Regions from separate parts of the Zea mays genome. Here region 2 is linked to region 1. A link is a contact called in public Hi-C data. All regions are on one chromosome and are shown on one strand. Each heading gives the region's core, a stretch centred on a gene start, on an enhancer-like site or on the middle of the called end of the contact. The rest is flanking DNA. Distances are from core to core; before and after follow the strand shown.

The links. Hi-C and Micro-C count contacts between places; a contact is called where the count stands out from the background.
Region 2: a contact with region 1 is called in a Hi-C map of tassel, with 5 times the contacts expected there. The contact joins the promoter of LOC100192829 here to the promoter of LOC100125653 in region 1. A contact is called at or near these places in 8 of 25 Hi-C or Micro-C datasets (bundle sheath, ear, endosperm and 2 more).

The regions. Positions count from the first base shown.
Region 1 is chr7:78,111,000-78,113,699 of Zm-B73-REFERENCE-NAM-5.0, reverse strand. It overlaps LOC100125653 (r-interacting factor 1), which reads left to right and starts at 1,256. Exons shown (of 10, transcript NM_001112584.1): 1 at 1,256-1,283. The coding sequence starts at 1,256.
Region 2 is chr7:78,253,317-78,256,016 of Zm-B73-REFERENCE-NAM-5.0, reverse strand. LOC100192829 (Enoyl-[acyl-carrier-protein] reductase [NADH] chloroplastic) reads left to right here and starts at 1,344. Exons shown (of 13, transcript NM_001138020.2): 1 at 1,344-1,466; 2 at 2,107-2,379; 3 at 2,626-2,700. The coding sequence starts at 2,133.

The sequences.
Region 1 (2,700 bases), core at 7-2,506:
TTGAAGGCAAAGTATGAAGAATTTGGCCATGGTGGTGTGGTCCACTACAGATGATGCAACAACGACTTGTTAGCTCATGATGCATTGGGTGATGGAAGCGACGACCTTTGAATTTGCTCTCTTGGGGGCCATCGCAGGGATGCTTTGTTGTAGCACGAACGGTGGGTGCCAAATTTTGGAACTTGTTAATCCAGGGACAACAAAATTCAATGGTGAAAGAATGGAGAACAGTTTGATGTCACTAACACAAAGCGTTAGGGCAACAATGTTTTTTTTTCTGTCCCCCGCATTGGCATAGTGCAGGGGTATTTATAAGTAACCGAGGGACCGCCCAGCCCTGTCAAGGACAATTAGATCCTCAGCTACCTAGTTTATCCCAATAATATTCCCTCACGGGGGTTACAACGTGTCATTACAACATGCTTCATTACAGACGTGGTCCGACCCGCTCTGCCCACACGACGACCTACGGGCGGCCCCTGCAATATGGGCCAGATTGTACATGGGCCCCTTTTTACATTGAGGGAGGTCAAGACGTAGGGTCTTCGAAGTCTTGGTCATCCGAGCCCCGAAGCCTTCGATCGTCTTCGCTTCGGCTCACCGGAGCGAAAGGAGCACTTGAGCCTTCGCATGGACGTCGTCCTCGGTCCCGGCTTGTGGGGCTTATCTTTGGGGTCTTCGATCTTTGATATGTTGATGTGGAAATCATCGAGTGAGAGGAGTGTGTTCGTCAATGTTCCAATAAGAGCTAACTTCCCTACAAAGCGCGACACGGAAAAGCTAGAGGAGAAGCTGCACGTTTGGCAACGGCCAGACCAAACAGATAGGAGCTGAATCGGACGGCTAACACACAGTGTGTCTTAAGTGGTCCAGCAACGTTTGCCGCATGCAGCCGCTTCAAGTCCGACGATTTTCTCCTTTCTCTCTCTCTCTATTTTTCACTCTAGACCGAAATCGGAGCGCCCGATACCATACCAATAGCAGCAGAGCAGTAGCAGCACAGCTCCCTCCCCCGTCCTCTCCAAATCTCGCCGGATTCCGTCCACCGCCAAGCCCTCGCATCTGCCGCAGGTGAGCGCTTGCTGACCCTTCGCCGCCCGGTTGGCGGCCTTGGGGCGGCAGCTCGAGCCCAGGCGTGGCAGAGGGAGCTGACCCCCTGTTCGTTCGGCTCTTTCAGGTTCGCGTCTGTGCCCGAGCGTGTTGCACTGCCGGTGGTGTTGGTGGTGGTTGGCGGAGTTGCCGCCGAGGGTCGGTCATGGACTACGGGCCCTCTGACAGCAGCGGTGAGTGCGGGGGAGCTCGTGCTCGTGTCCGCCTCCTTTTAGGGTTTGGGGTTCTACTGCTATGGTTTTGCTTGCTTCATCTCCTTGTTAGCGAATGCCAATTACTTGTCTGTGAAGGTGGGTGGGCTACATTGTCGCTTCCTCGGTGTGATTGGATGGATTTGGGAGCTAGGGTTTGAGCTTGCCTGACATGAAGAGGGCTTTAGGGTTAGAGTTATGCGAAATTCACCTGTTTTGGAAAATAACCAAACATCGTGGGAACTTGGGTGTTGTGGTGAATTCTTGCTCAGGAATATTGGTCTCTGTATTAGTGAATTGAGTTTCTCATGGTCGGCAGATTTGGGGGTTTATGTATAATTTTCAGTTTTTGGGATTACTTAAACACAAGCTGCCAAATAAAACTGCAAGATTTCCTTCATATGGAGTGAATTTCGCTGTTTCAACCTCATTTATCATTTTCTTATAAACATTGAATTGTTCTGGACAGCTAGAGAATTCCTCCTCCCATTCACTGTAGAGCCACTGTATGTTATTGTAGCAAGGAGCCTTTTGCTTCCCGAGGCGAAAAGTTAACTAGAAAGAGGAGTCGCGGAACCACGGTTTGTAGCTACACCAGCTTCGTGCTAGTGTTCTACAGTGGCGTATCCAGAGCTGCCAGGAGCTGCACCAAACGGCCCTTAAGGTTTACTACCTGGGTTTGAAAAATGACAATTTTTAGGTGCATTTAGCATTTGTCTTTGGATTAGCAGCCAAAGCATGTTTGCATAATCTTTAGATGTATAACAACTTAAGGATTAGGGTCATAAATGTCATATCCTGAGCTTAGAGCCTGATTCTTTAGCTTTCATGTTCTGGAAAGAATGATAAGTACCTATCATAATGTCATCTCCAAATAGCCAGAGTAATAAAGGGATTGCAGATAAAATGAAGTACCTGAGGTTGCCAATCTGGTAACTGATGATGTCTTGTTATATTGCTTATTGCTCTATATTGTGGGAATTTGTTTGTGATTATCACTATTATGCTTTATCTTAGCATATCCTATAAACAAGAATTTAAGATTTCTGGAAGGAATGCCACAAATGGATTTTTAATAGTTACATCAATGTATTGACTGAGGCATTGCGAATAGTTCTTTTTTTACGGCAGTTTACATTCCAACACTGCCCAAGTGATTTGATGCAAGTACTTCGTAGGGGCCAACCAACTGAATTTCGATGACCTATCTTGTTCCTCGTCTTTGTTTGATTCTTGATTTATTTAACAAAATCTATCCAGCTGTTTAGCCTATTTATTGTTGTGAGCTGTGTCCAATCTGTCACATAAGCTGAAGTATGCTGTTAAAAATATGGTGCTTTTTAATTTCTTAAGCTTTTTGTAGGCCTTGACTTTTGGTAGAAATTGCACCATTTTGCTA
Region 2 (2,700 bases), core at 95-2,594, 140 kb before region 1:
CAAACAACAGCTGTAGGTTTGGGGCAGCCAACTTGTGTAGGCATTGGTGGTGACCCGTTCAATATCACATATACACATTTTGAGATTAAGGCCTCATATTTTAAGCAAAAGCCTTCCTTTTTTAAATCTATTATGAAATATCTTGTCATGGATTTTGTACTTTGCTCTGTGGAATTAATCCCTTATCTGGCATTATCTGGTACTTGAATACTTAAAATGTATTTTTTTAATTCCAAATGCTACATACATATGTTTTTCAGTCAACACAACTCCATCTCATTTTGTAGTTTTCTTAGTGTTCAATATTATTTGGATTCTATTAAGTCAGAAATAGCAAAGATAACATAGAAAGGTGGACTTCCAAATGCAGAAGCAATTGGAAAATTGTACATCTTATGCAACTTGATCGAACTGTTATATTTTAGATCTTTTGTTTAGCATTTTTTAATCCACATGTATTTCTCTATCATATAAAACTCTATATTAATTCTTTAAAATAATTTATATGAATTTGATAATGTTTGTCACAACTCACACGAATTCGGTATACCATAATGAATTGATGGTTGAGAGACTATGCACGAGGCATGCAAATTAACAAGACTCGTACAAGCGTCGAACAGTGTGCTGATGATGATCAGAGACACAAGGGCAGCACATGATCAGGTCTTAACATGTTTAACTTCCGTACATGCTTTTCTCTAGATCTCCAAGGAAGAAGAAGATCCGGTCAGATATATATCGATGCTCATTCCAACGTACATAAGCTATCAATGGTATTATATGTTCCCGTTGCAACGCACAGACACACAACTAGTAAGTTCATAAAGATTAAACAATTTTCTGTTCTGTACCATATGATCGAGCATGATTTTAGAAAAGAAAAGGTTTCATAATTTTCCGAGTCAGAAAAATCTAAGAATAAACCAAATTTTAGCTTTTTTAATTTCATGATTTGTATTTATACATTTTTGAGAGTTATTTTATGTATTTTTTGATATTTTAGAAAAATAATTCCAAGCCGATTTAGCTCCTGAATTTTTAACTTAGTCTGTTTTATTCTTTGGATGTGGCGCTATATCAGCAGAACTATTATGAAAACCATTCAAAATGCAAAAATAAATTGTTTTAAAAATGGAGAAGATTAAAAAATTGGGTTTACGACAGCTATAAAATGCTGAAGGCACGACGCTACAGCCAGGCTGGGTTGGGCGGTTGGGCCATTTATGTAGGTAGCTCACTTGGGTCCTGGCAGTCACCAGCCCACTGGCCACTGCCCACCACGTTACTCGGTGGCCCAGCCAGCCAAAACCCTTCTCGGCTCTCGCCCAGCCTGACCGGAACGAAACGCTGAGGCAGCATCTTCCCCGCCGTCCTCCGCCGCCTCCCATTTTCACCTTGGCTGCAGCCTGCAACACAATCCTACGCTTCCGACTTCAACGCGCGCCCCTCCCATTTTCACCTAGGTAACGGTCGCATGCTACTTCTTGTTGCTGTTCTTGGGACGGACCTACAGGGATTGGATCAATTAGTTGCGGCCTCTAAGGCTATTAATGTCGTTATGCGAATTGCAAAATGCTGGTCCATGGTAGTAATGGGGTCTTGCGTCGCGTGGATACCACTTCCGGATTTTGTTATTTGTCATATTTGCATGTGAGGTTTGAATGTTGGATTTAGTTTAGGGGTGCCCCGAGCCGGCTCAATTTGTTGTCTGTTCAACATGAATGTGGTTGTGCTGTACGAGGTGTGGAGCTGGAATCGGGTTTCTTTCTGAATTACGACTTAGGAAGGCAGACTTGATTTTGCCGCTGTGGAGTAAAACTCAGAGGCCTGATCTTCTTTCTTATCTCCTACTTTATTCACCATGGCGTGCACATAAATCTAACAAATGAACCCATGGATCCTTGCACAGAGATGGTATATGTGTTTTTCTTGGAAAACCCTGGGTTGGTTTTGGATTCACGGTGTTTTACCTGAGCTTGACTGTAACAGTGAAAACATTTAAATCAATAAATACACATCCTGACCTTAAAAAATATATATACATCCTTATATGTCCTTAAGTGTAGTCCATGATACTGTTTCCAAAACATTCTTGTTTTTCAGCCCTACTCCTTTGTACATAAAGGAAGATGGGAGCATATGCAACGACTGGTATGCAGATGATAGCAACACGCCCTTCCATCCCGGCCTACAGGCAAATACTTGGGTCGACATCAGCACTATCTGCATTTGGAAGGTCAATCTGTTCCAGAACTGGCTTTGCCATCTCTTCTAAAGCCACATCAGCAGGACCACTGGTTTCTTCGAATTGCAAGAGGGTTGTTGTGAGGGCAATGTCGCAGAGAGGTGCCCAAGGACTTCCCATTGATCTCACAGGTAAGCTGAACTAAGATATTCATCCAGAAATTGCAGGTCACTACTGATATATACTTCTAACGGTTTATGTCTTTGCTTATGTACACTTGTGCTTCTGTAAAAAATCGTATGTAAATATCAATCCATCACTTTTGCTCTGTGTTGGTGTACATGATCTGGCAATTTTTTTTATCTATGGGATCTGAACTAATGCACATATTCAATAACTGCAAGTTTTCAGACATCAATTATCTTGCAAGTTTTCAGGTAAAAGAGCATTTATAGCTGGAGTTGCTGATGATAATGGTTATGGTTGGGCAATTGCTAAGGCTCTTGCTGCTG